Regions from separate parts of the Mus musculus genome. Here regions 1, 2 and 3 are each linked to region 4. A link is a contact called in public Hi-C, HiChIP or PLAC-seq and promoter capture Hi-C data. All regions are on one chromosome and are shown on one strand. The core of a region is the stretch at or near the end of the contact, and the rest is flanking DNA. Distances in the headings are between cores, read along the strand shown.

Region 1 (3,073 bases), core at 382-2,881, 280 kb after region 4:
ATACTACCTGAGGCATGGAGGGGAGGTAGGCATGACTGCTGGCTGCTTTGAGGACCTTCCAGAGTCTTCACACAGAAGTGTAACCAAGGGCACGCTGACAAGTTACGGAAGCTCCACGAAGTCTTCTGTACAGAGGTTGGAGGAAGACAGGATGGGAGAGAAAGGGGCAGAGGGAGGAGAGAAATCGAACAGGTGACTAACTGTCCCACCCCCACTCTACTAGCTTCTCCCTAATCTGGCTTCCAGTACTTCGTGCCTGCCCAGAGGGGTAACGGATGGTCTACACTGTCCTACCGGGTCCCTCCAACGCCTTCAGGAGGCTAAAAATACCCTGTCCTGACTGGGAAACAAATGCCAACCACACACACACACACACACACACACACACACACACACCAAGAGCTTGCAGATAGAGACAGGGGTAAATTAGACCAAGAGGATTTCTGCTCACTCCAGAGAGGTGTGGGTGAGTTGGGATCGTATCAGGGAAGAGAGAGAAGGAGGGGAACCCAGCGTAGCCAAGCTGGGAAGGCCATTTTACAGACTGACAATGTGGAGGCTCAGCGTTAAGACACGGGTGCACGCCTTTAATCCCAGCCCTTGGGAGGCACAGGCAAGCAGGTCTCTGAGGTCGAGGCCAGCTTGGTCTACAGAGTGAGTTCAAGGGTAGCCAAGGCTATTCAGAGAAACTCTGTCTTAAACAAACAAAAAAACATAACAGTGAGCCGGGTGTGGTGGCACTCGCCTTTAATCCCAGCACTTGGGAGGCAGAGGCAGGTGGATTTCTGAGCTCGAGGCCAGCCTGGTCTACAAAGTGATTTCCAGGGCAGCCAGGGCTACACAGAGAAACCCTGTGGTTTCTCGAAAAGCCAAAAAAAAAAAAAAAAAAAAAAAAAAAAAAAAAAAAGCCATGACAGCAACAACAAAGGGTCAAGGTGTTAGTGAGGGATTTTCCTGAGGCCTCACTAGAATTAACCTAGGTTGGGTATTACATGTAGTCCATGCGGGTTATAGTTTGTTTTGTTTTGTTTTGTTTTTTCTGTTGAATCCTCAGAAAACTCAGTGTGAAGGATTCTATTATGGTGATCCATACTTCACCAGTGCAAAAGTGGGGAAGAGAAGTGCCCTGGGCAAGACACGGGAGCCACAGAACCTGAGAAGGCAGCAACTTAAGGGGACCACAGGGAAGTCATACACCCATCTATTTGGTACTAGGACCAACTTCATGCCCCACTCCCCTGCTGTACACATGTGCATAGACACATCACATAAATGTGCTGGTCTCAGTTCTCTGGTAACGTATGAAGAAAGAGACTAGGCTCACGAGCACTTCACATACTATAGACAATGATCTCCTATTTATATATAAAGCCAGAAATGACCCTACCTTTAGAAAGGACTTCTTTTACAGTGAGACTCATTCTCACGTCCATCAGCTTCGGGGTCTATAAGCTCAGGGACTAGTACAGTCAATTAATTACCCATCCTTACTCTACTGTCCCTTTCTTACATTATCCTTTAGGTACCAGCACTTTTACCAAGGCTGTGTTGCAATCGCTGGGGACAGGGAGAACTTGACCCAGAGGGCCTGAGGGCGGGGCGGGGAGGAGTGCCTATGGAGCAGGGAGTCAGAGGCGGTTCCGGGGCAGATCTGCTGGGGCTGAGCTGAACTGAGATTCCAAGTCCTGCGGTGCACCAGAGCCACATGGACCGCCTGTGCGGCTCCGGAGAGCTGGGCTCCAAGTTCTGGGTAAGAAGCGTCTCTTGGTATCCGTGCTACGGAGGAAGTAGGTGTCAACCGTGGGATGTCTGGTCTCTCGCCCCAACACAGCCTTCCGGAGGACGCACCTCCGGAGTGCGGAGTGCGGGAGCAGCAGCTGATGCCCTGGAAAGGCGGATGTGCATAGTCAGACCTGGGAGGGTCTAAGCTCCAAAGGGGGAAGAATGGGCGCAGAAGGATGTATAGCCACGGCTGTGCCTTGACCTACCGCGGGGAGAAGCTAGGCAGAAAGGAGGCTCCTGGAATCTGTAGTTGCAGGGCGCCAAGAATAGGGAAGCTCAGGCGCTTGCCTGTTGGTGTAAGTCTCTCTGTCTGGTGGATCCCAGGGACTTTTTGCGTTTTGCATAGAAGAACACTTTGTATTTTGCCTGCATCCCTAATGAATGAATCCACCCGACCCCACCTCCACTGGACCCGACCCAGTAACTGTGCCTTGGTTGTTCATCCAATCTTCCTTGCCTATACCCTAGGGCATCCAGAGCCCTGATCCGTCAGGACTTGGTACAGCTAGACCTTCCAGGCCCTGTTTTGGGAGGCTACTGTTTCTGTGAGCAAGATCCACCTGCAGGTCTGTGAGGAGACCCTATCTACACCCAGGACATATGAGAGAGAGAGAGGAGAGAGGAGAGAGAGAGAGAGGAGAGAGAGAGGAGAGGAGAGGAGAGGAGAGGAGAGGAGAGGAGAGGAGAGGAGAGGAGAGGAGAGGAGAGGAGAGGAGAGGAGAGGAGAGGAGAGGAGAGGAGAGGAGAGGGAGAACTGAGGTGTCCAAGCCCAAACCTTTCCATTGATAGATAAGGGAAATGGGGGTCTAGAGAGGTAAGGAATTGTGCCAAAACACCAATTCCACGAAACCAGATAAAAATAAAGTAAGTTAAAGCAGGTCTTTTGTACTGGGGTTATAGCTCAGGGGCGTGGCGCTTGCCTGATATGCAGGAGACTGGGCTCAAAACACAGTACCGTGAGGGTATGGTATGTGCGCACGCGCACAAGCTCAGTGCAGAAAGGTAACTTTCTGTGTCTCTCCTCAAATCCTTGTATCAGTCATCTTAAGCGTCTGAAGTGTGTGCAGCCTCAGCACTTGTTCCTCCACCAGGCAAAGCAACTGGGGACACAATCTCAGCCTCACAGGCAGAGTGTGACACGGGGCTACTTTCTCATTACCCAGGGGTTGCCCGCCCTTGTCTGGTTTCAAATCTAGAATCCGAATCCCAGTCTGTGTTTCTTCCATGACGAGTATTTGTGTATATGCATCCGGTGTGTGCAGATGTGCGTGTGCAGGGATGCGGGTGAGCT
Region 2 (2,900 bases), core at 195-2,694, 260 kb before region 4:
TCTCAGGAATTTAAACAAAGCTCTAGACTGGGGTTTCTTCCAAACAACTTCAGCCCACGCGCGCGGGAACCAAATGAAATAAAAAAGCCTGCTGAAGGAGAGTAGGAGGGCTCCTACGCAGTAGGTGGGGGCTCGTGGGACGTGGTTTGCGCGGAGACAGGAGGCGGGGGTGGGAGGAGAGAAGGGGAAATTCAGCCCTGGTCCCACCTCCTTTCCCGGGGCAGGTGGGGCGGAATGGGCGGGGCTACAATGTGGAGGGGCTGATTTCAGTGGAGCCCTGTCCAGTGTAGTAAAATGTATCCCTAAAGTTAGATACATCCCAATTTCCAGCTCCCAGGAATCTTGAAAACTTGCTAACTAGACAAGCCGGGTCCTTCAAAGCCAGTAGTGCTTTGGAATCTCCTTAGCCAAAGAAGTCAAGTCTACAAATAGTAATGATGAGTTAACCACGCCCACCGCTCCAGGACCTGATCAAGGCAACCACTAGGTGGCGGGCAAAACTAAGCAATGCAGGGGCGGACCGACTTTTACTCGGCCTGGGTCACTTCTTTCAAAGACCAGAGCTACCCCATCCATCCCTGCTTTTATTTTCCTAGTCTGGAGATGAGGGTCCGCAATAACCCAGGTTTTCCTTCTCAGCCTGTGCGCTGTAAAGTGCTGTACCAGGACTCGTAGTGCTCTCGGCTGGCCAGCAGGAGGCACAGGGACCGCGCCCAGTCAAGTCCTAGCCAAACTTTCTCATCCAGCAACCCGCCCTCTCCGTGCGTCCCCTCCCCCCCCCCCGAGAGCCCAGCACCCCGGAGGCCCCAGCAACACTGTCTAGCCTGCAGAGAGGGCAAACAATCTTTCCTTATGAATCATCCCGCAGCCTTTTTGATAGCTTTTACATCTTGAGCTCCGAATCTCTATTCCAGAGGCCTTATTTCATTTTCGACGTACTCTGCCCCAACCCGTGTCCAGATTCCCACTTTTCCTGTTGTGCTACAGATGGGTGCTTGAAATTTCTTCCTGGGCCATCTCATGCAAGGCTCCACTTCTGAGAACTGCTCCCCCTCATCTGCTCAACAGGGTGACCTCTCTCATCCCGTTTCCTCTCCATCACCGTCCCATCCCTGCCTCTGGAGCAGCCCTGCACCTCCATTTAAGTCTTATCTGCTAGGACCCCTCTATACAGAACGCAATACCAAGAAGCTGTAGTAAACTCCCCAGAGTTTGGAACTTACTGTCTTCTTGGCCATGCGTCAGGAGGGCAGTGGCCCCTAAGAGGAGCAGGAGCCGGAGGTCCACAAAGCTGAACATGTCTAGACCCTAGACATGTAGACTCTTTGCGGCTGGGGTGGGGGGTTAGCTTCGGCTCATGCGTGGCCTCACTCCGCGTGCCTCCTGCTCCGTCCCGAGGAGAAACTCCCGTCTGCTCCGACGACTGGCCTGGGCCCCTTTTATACCATCTTGATGGAGAGCTGGGAGGAACCCTGCCTCTCGGAGAGGGGGAGCCAGCAGCCCGGCCCCCAGCCAATCAGAACTGCCTGGCCCGGCCCCCAATTTGGAACGAAGAGGGGGGAGGAGGGAAAGGAAGGGAAAGGAGTCCACCCAGCGCCCCCCCTCCCGCAACTCTGCCGCCCTTGCCCCCCAGATCTACATGGGCCAGAGGTGCTGTCACTGGAGTGTGGCTGGGCCCTCAGTATACTGAGTGTGGGTAGAGAATACCCCTTGTACTTTCTTTCTGGGACTTCAAATCAGAAGGATGTAGAACTGAGAATCTGAGTTGGGAAACACTACAAAGGGATCAGTGTCAGGAATAATTGGGAAAAGGTCCTCCTGGCCATGCCTAGTAATCTTTCAGGCATCCTGGGGAAGAACTAAGGAATAAGTTAGATTAATCTGATTAGAACCTATCAGCTAAGCAGATGTGCCTGTTGGAGGGAGGGGATCACCTCATGGTGTGGACCCAGGAATGGAGGGTAGGAATATTTGTGAACAGTTATACATCTCTTCACAGATACTAAGAGTCAGATATGTGGTGGTTTGAAAGGAAGGGGGTGCCTATCTGTTCTGCCATGCCAGACACACCTTTCTAATAAATAACAGCTCTGAGGCTGAGGCTTGGGGAGACCTTTGACATCCTTGTCCTTCCAGAAGAATGCTTATGCATTAAGTGATGAGCAGCAGTGTGGGCAGGGGGCTTTCTGGGTCCTCAAAGCTGGGGCCTGGGGCATGTTGTATAAATTCTTCTCTGACCTCCTCCATCCCAGCACTGGGATGTGAGTTTGTTGCAGGAAGCCTGTGACCAGGGATGTTTTAGAAAAAGGTCTTGTGTCAGCTGTGGCCACAGCCAGAGATTTGTTAGAGGCCCTCTTATGTAGCAATATCAATGCAGAATGAACAGGTAGAAGGTACTTGGCCATAGAGGGGTGTTCTCAAAGCTACAGAGAGCCCTCTTTTCTAATTGTACTTGGATGTGGTCTGGGGACACCTAGGTGAACTCAGTGTGTGGCAGAAACTTGTGTTTGGTAGCTGAGGGACTTTATTTAATGGTTTCTTCCCATGTCCTCACTTCTTTGCTGAAAATCTTGGCCATTGCTCCCCACCTCTGCCGTCAGGAAAGGGTCATCTGTAGTCCCCCAAGAACAGCAGCTTATATTTAAAGTTGTCGCTAAAAGACAGTGTCCGTTCTTCCCCGGTGCTCCCTGCACCCTGCAAAGGTGCTCTGTCCAATCTGCTTAGGAACTTCATCTTGTCAAACTGTGTGGGTGGTGTGGGAAGGCACTGGGGTCTCCTTGCAGGGCCCATAGACATCCTGTATCACTTCCCCCACCGGCTTCTTTAGAGCTGTAAACGTGGAAGCAGGGAGTCCCGCCTCCTCCAAACCATCCAAGATTCCATTGCTCCCCCCCCCCCCT
Region 3 (2,728 bases), core at 31-2,530, 360 kb after region 4:
CAAGGCCGAATTAATACTTTTAAAGAAATTCCAGGGAGTTCACCACTCAGCATGAAGAACAGAGTTTAACCTCCAGCACATACATGTAAAACAGTGGTTTATAGCTGCAGTACTAAGGAAGCAGAAATAAAAGGATTCGTAGGGCTTTCAGGCTGACAGAGAGCTCACGTCCCAGTGAGACATTCTTTTTGAAAAAGGGTTTCTCTGTATAACAGCCATGGCTTTATACAGAAACTTGTTTTGTAGACCAGGCTGGCCTCAAACTTAGATATTCACCTGCCTTTGCCTCCCAAGTGTTAGCACTTAAGAGGCAGAAGCAGGTGAACCTCTTTAATTCATAAAATCCACCTGACTCTGCCTTCCCAGTGCCTTCCTAGATAAAAGGTATACGGTGACAGCAAGCCCAGCTAAGTTTTCCTAATCTTTTGAAAGTTTAGATTGAGGAGCAATGGTGGCACGTCCTAGCACTCATAAGGCTGAGACACGGGAATCTCTGTGAGTTCGAGGCCAGCCTGGTGAGTTCCAGAACAGCTAAAGTTACAGAGAAACCCTATCCCGAAAAACAAAACCAAAAACCAAACAAAGGTGGATAGTTCCTGAGTAATGGACTCCAGAGGGTAACCTCTGGTCTCCTCTATGATTCCCTGAACACACAGTAACACATTTGATACAAAGTGAAGGAAGATAAATTCCTGGATTGGAGGTATTACAACATAATTCCTCCACCGCATATAGTCTATTCCTTGATTTTCCTCCCTAAAAATCGAGGAAGTCCGGACAAAACCGGGTAGAAGAGTTGAGGATTTAACTCGCTGGTAGAGCGTTAAGCGTTAAGGTTCCCGGTTCAATCCCCAGCATCGAACTGGGTGGGTGTGGGAAGGGTGGAGGGTGCAGACATAAATAAGGACAGGTAGAGGAGGAAGAAACTACAGCGACAGGAAAATGGAGTCTGAGCACGATCGCAGCTCGCTCTTCTTGTTTCCCTCCCTGGAAGATGGTCCCCCGCACACCACGTGGACAAAGGGACATTTTCTCCGTTTCAGGGCAGTGGCAAAGGACCCAGAGCTAGATTGCTCTTTCTCCAAGTAAAAAAGAGGCCGACACCGGCAGCCGTTAGAGCGTCCACCGCTCCGTTGGGTGGAAGGCACGGCGGGGGCGGAGTCAGTGCCTGGCGGGGCTTTGCCCCGGGCCCGGGCCGGAGGTCCCGCCCCCTCGCCGGAGAAGCCGCGCTGCCCGCCCTCGCAGCCCGGGCCTAGGCGTGTCTCCACGGGCGCACGGCATGCTGGGAAGGTGCCCGGGCGGCGGCCATTTTGTCTTCTCGGCTCCTCTCTGGAAGAGGCTTTTCGAGCTTGAGAGTGGGCCGAGGGGGCTTGGTTCGGCGGCCGGGCGGCTGGTGGGGTTTTTTATCGGGTGGGTGCTAGGGCTGGCGTGAGCAGCCGCCCGGAGGAAGCACCATGATTTCTGCCGCGCAGTTGCTGGATGAGTTAATGGGCCGGGACCGAAACCTCGCCCCGGATGAGAAGCGCAGCAACGTGCGCTGGGACCACGAGAGCGTAAGTCCCGTGGGCCTCGGGCCTGTGCCCCGGGGACTGGGGGAGGGGGAGCTGAAGGGACCCGAGGGCGGGCCGAGGCTGGCCCGAGCGGGGTGCGGCGCGATTTGGGGGGACCTGGCCGCGCCGACTGAAGCACCTGACGGCGGAGGGAGGCGGGCGTGCGGCCCAGGACGGAGGGAGGATTCCGCGCCAATCCGGGGGATAGCGGCGTTTGTTGTTGTGTGGAGGAAGTCCGGGATGGCGCTTGGCTGGGCAGAAGAAGAAGCACCTTGGTGAGGCCGAGAAACGCGGGAAAAGGAAGAAGGAAGGGCTCGCTTGATTCCACCAGAGCTCCGGGGTTTTACCGTATGAATAAGAAAGCAGGCTTCCGTTATTTGGGTGCAGTCTGTCTGTCTGTCTGTCTGTCTATCTATCTATCTATCTATCTATCTAGAGTGTGTGAGTGTGTGTGTGTGTGTGTGTGTGTGTGTGTGTGTGAGAGAGTCGGGAGTCATATAGATAGATAGCCTGACTCCCGACCAGTATTCGTGGGGAAGGACATCGTAGCAGTGCATTGCTTAGGAGTGCTGCCATTTGGACACTTCTGTGAGAAGGTAGACAGTTGAAAGACGGAACGAGGTACAGTTTTATCATGAACAGTTTTTTGCTAATGCGGTTTGATGGCCGTTTGACGCGTGCTTGATGGCCGTAGTAGACCCTCAGCTAGGCAGTTGTGAAGGTTTTTGTTTTCACATAAACTCATTCGGTCCTTTTACTCTCTTAGAAAGGTTAACTATAACTCCTGGGTCGCAGGTGAGGCTAAAGCCTCTCTCTCTCTCTCTCTCTCTCTCTCTCTCTCTCTCTCTCTCTCGGTCTCTTGGTGATCGGGAAAGCTAAATCTAATTTTTGTAGCACTGTTGAGGTTGCACTGTTCTTCGTGCATATACTGTACTGTATTTCAAGTACTTTTTATCTAGTTTTGTACGTGGAGCACACTGTCTTAGATCTGAACTGGAGAGTGGGTACACTTGATTTTACCTTGCAGTTATAATCAAACAGCAGTTTTAAATCACTTGATAAAATATGAGAAAATGGCTCAACAAAAGCTTTGTTTTGTTTCTGTTTTTGAGGCAGTGTTTTACTCTGTAAGCAGGTGGTTCTCGAACTTGAAATCCTCACTCCGCTTCCAGAGTGCT
Region 4 (3,157 bases), core at 640-3,139:
CTGCCCTTTAACCACTCTCCCTTTTGTCTTTAACTTCCTTGTTTATTTTTGTCTGTTTGTTTGTTTTGTTTTTGAGACAGGATTTCTCTGTTGTAGCCCCAGCTGTCCTGGAACTCACTTTGTAAGCCAGCCTTGGCTCAAACTCAGAGTTCCTCCTGCCTCTGCCTCCTAAGTGCTGGGTTATATTAAAGGCACTCACCATCATGCCGTGCTTGTTTCTAAAATTTTTGGACTTTCCTTTTCTTTGGATATAATCTCTTTTCCTAGACCTATTGATTGTGTTTTTTAAATTTTTTTCAATTTAATTTATATGATTTTTTTTCATGTATGTGTGTGTGGAGGTGGGGTCTTATGTGCAGCTGTGCATGCATATCAGAGGTCTGTTTCTCAGAGGCCACCTACTTTGTGATTTTAAGATGAACTCCAGGCTGGCTGGCCAGCCAGCCTCAAAGATACACCTATCTATCTCCCCAGTGCTGGATTTACAATAAAATACTACCACTCCAGGCTTTTTATGTAGGTGCTGGGGACTGAACTTGGGTCCTCACTGAGCCATCTCTTACAGTGGTTCCAAAATCTTCTTTATAACCTTATCACCCTTCCATTCCACGGATGTATAAATTCTTTATGATGCCTTGGGCCTGTTATCCTAGCACTCTGGAAGTGGAGGCGGGTAGATCAGAAGTTCAAGGTCAACCTCAGCTGTATTTTGCTGGCCTGGGATACACGAGACACTATCTCAGACAAACGAAGACAAACTTCTGTTTTGCACTTGGGAGGTAATGATGGGAGAGTCAAGAATTAAAAGCTACTGTAGACAATAAATACTTTACCAAGTTGGTGAGAGTCCTAGTGTAAGGCAGATCAGGCCAGGTAGCACAGCAAGGCAACTGGATCAAATAGCTCGCTTGTTTGTTTACTTAAAATGTGAAGCGTTTCTGCTGTGGGTTTTGTTGCCTCTAGTCACCTTGCTCTGGCAGGCACCTTCTTACCTCCTTCCACTGCCCACCGTGGTCTGCTGGGATCAGGTGAGGCCCCGGGTGTGTTTAGTCCTTACTGGACACGGCTCTTGAACACGCCAGAAAGCAGTATGGTCAACCAGGTGGGTTCTCTCAGCTCCCTACTCTCCTAACATTTACTGAGCTTTAAAGCTGAGGGCCAAGGCTTCAATGGCGAACGAGGCACGTTCGCAGAGAAATTACCACCAGATGCTTAAATTGTGCTAGCGAGGCACAAGCCAAGATGTCACTGATGGGGTGGAGCGAAAACAGCATATGCTAAGGTCTGGTGGGTCTCCAAGCGTGATCCCAGAGCAGCAGCAGCAGCGGAACTTGTTGAAAAATTTAATTCTCGGAGGTTCTAAACTCCAGGAGTGAGAACTGGCGCTGTTTTTTAAATCATCTTCCAGGAGATTCTGACGTAAGCTAGAAGTTGAGAGCCACAACACCAGCAGAGGCCTGAGGATGCTTGGGATGAGAGGTTGCAGAGTGGCAAGTCAATTTCGTGAAGAGCCTCAGAAGTCAGTCAAGGGCCTATGCTTTGTCTTCAGGGATGCGGCCTTCAGATTTTAGGCAGGGCAGGTGGTACTCACACGTCTTGAGAGTGCCAGCATTTCCCAGGGGTGGGGGCCAGCTGACTCCCCCTCCCCCCATGCCCTGCGACACCAGAGCGGTCAGGCCGCAGATCCTCCGCACTCCGGGACAATGCTTTTGCGGTCAGGAAATGATTCTTCCACAGGCAGACACTCATAGAGATGTGGAAAAGACCCCAAGCACAAGACTCAAACCTTGGAGACAGAAACGAGCGGACCGCCTACTGCCCCACGCCCAGCCCACGAGAGGGTGGGGCCTCGGGCCCCGCCCTTTGCCCGCCCATCTGGGCGGAGTGAGGAGGGACTCCGGGGCCCCGCGCCTGTGCGCACGCCCGCGGCCGGTTTGCAGGGCCGGACGCGCGCCCCGCGTCCCGGGCAGGAAGATGGTGGCGAGCGCGCGGGTGCAGAAGCTGGTGCGGCGCTACAAGCTGGCGATCGCCACCGCACTGGCCATCCTGCTGCTGCAGGGCCTGGTGGTGTGGAGCTTCAGCGGCCTGGAGGAGGACGAGCCGGGCGAGGTGCTCCGACGGCCGTGCGGGCGGGCAGGCCGGGCGCGGGGGCGCGCGGGGTCCTGGCGGGGCTGCGGGCGGCCCCGGCCAGGCAAGTGGGGCACGGGCCGCGTGCGAGCAAGGCGCAGGCAGCCTGCTGGAGCCCAGCCTCCGGTCCCCAACGCTCCCTTTACTGGAGGGCCTGGCTGGCTGCGTGAGGGAGCGGTGCGTGACTCGGAGGTCGAGGCGGCCGGCGAACTGGGGGGCGCGAAGGGATGAGCGGGACATGGTGGGATGGTCTCCGTCCCGGGGAACGATGAAGGTCAGGCTCGGGGATCTGGGCTGGGAGGAGCGACTGGGCCCCAGCCTGCTCGGAGGTGGGGAGCCTCAGGCCAAACTTTCTGAAGTTGGGAGGGGGCGGTGGTGTACGTGCTGTGGGCGGAAGAGTGGGGGCCAAGGGACCCTGGGCATTCGTGTTGAGCTGCGCCTGAGAAGCAGCGACTGGTGGTGAAGTGGAGCTCAGGGGGTGGAATTATGGCCTGTGACAAAGTGTATACACGGGAATAGAGTGAACAGGAGTCACCCCAAGGGAAAAAAAATACTGAAGTGTTCTCAAGGCGTGGCTTTCTCAGCCAGGGAAGAACCCTGGTGGATCTTCAGGAGGGGATGGGAATGGAAGGTGAACTGTTGAGTTGGCCTCAGGACATCAAAGGAGGAAAGAGGCATCTCTGGCTCTGGGGTAATGGAGGAGCAGCTGTGAGCTCCAGACCCTGACCCCAGGGATCTGCTTTCTCTTCACTGGTGCTTTTAGTTGCAGACTCAGACACACCCTCCTGGTTGTGTGGTTAGGAGGGGTCCAGTGGGGTCTAGGTCCGTTCTGGAAAGGTGGGGAGGGTCAGTCAAATCAAAGCCCTAAACTGTGGACAGAGATTAGGGGTTCTTGCTTCTGCCCCCCGCCCCCTTGTCCCTGTGTCTCCAAGGCTTCGGGACAGAGGCTCTCTTGTCACATCCTTTTGGGCTTTACCTGGTAGGGTGAAGAAGGCATGGAGCCTAGAAGCCTTCCCTTCCTGCACCTGGT

The links. Promoter capture Hi-C pulls out the DNA fragments that hold promoters and counts their contacts. Hi-C and Micro-C count contacts between places; a contact is called where the count stands out from the background. HiChIP or PLAC-seq counts read pairs in DNA pulled down with a chosen protein or histone mark.
Region 1: a contact with region 4 is called in an HNF4G HiChIP or PLAC-seq map of pancreatic cancer cells. The contact joins the promoter of Abcc3 here to the promoter of Xylt2 in region 4. A contact is called at or near these places in 2 of 39 promoter capture datasets (cranial neural crest and embryonic stem cells), 1 of 484 Hi-C or Micro-C datasets (embryonic stem cells) and 1 of 115 datasets of contacts at active chromatin or transcription factors (pancreatic cancer cells).
Region 2: a contact with region 4 is called in a Hi-C map of Th1 cells, with 3 times the contacts expected there. The contact joins the promoter of Col1a1 here to the promoter of Xylt2 in region 4. A contact is called at or near these places in 1 of 39 promoter capture datasets (cranial neural crest) and 1 of 484 Hi-C or Micro-C datasets (Th1 cells).
Region 3: a promoter capture Hi-C map of pre-B cells shows a contact between it and region 4. The contact joins the promoter of Luc7l3 here to the promoter of Xylt2 in region 4. A contact is called at or near these places in 4 of 39 promoter capture datasets (the C10 cell line, cranial neural crest, hippocampal neurons and 1 more) and 2 of 115 datasets of contacts at active chromatin or transcription factors (embryonic stem cells and extraembryonic endoderm stem cells).

The regions. Positions count from the first base shown.
Region 1 is chr11:94,391,548-94,394,620 of GRCm38.p6, reverse strand. It overlaps Abcc3 (ATP-binding cassette, sub-family C (CFTR/MRP), member 3), which reads left to right and starts at 1,631. Exons shown (of 31, transcript NM_001363187.1): 1 at 1,631-1,750. The coding sequence starts at 1,706.
Region 2 is chr11:94,934,768-94,937,667 of GRCm38.p6, reverse strand. Col1a1 (collagen, type I, alpha 1) reads right to left here and starts at 1,444. Exons shown (of 51, transcript NM_007742.4): 1 at 1,224-1,444. The coding sequence starts at 1,299.
Region 3 is chr11:94,320,515-94,323,242 of GRCm38.p6, reverse strand. It overlaps Luc7l3 (LUC7-like 3 (S. cerevisiae)), which reads left to right and starts at 1,280. Exons shown (of 10, transcript NM_001361574.1): 1 at 1,280-1,553. The coding sequence starts at 1,455.
Region 4 is chr11:94,676,225-94,679,381 of GRCm38.p6, reverse strand. It overlaps Xylt2 (xylosyltransferase II), which reads left to right and starts at 1,889. Exons shown (of 11, transcript NM_145828.3): 1 at 1,889-2,109. The coding sequence starts at 1,975.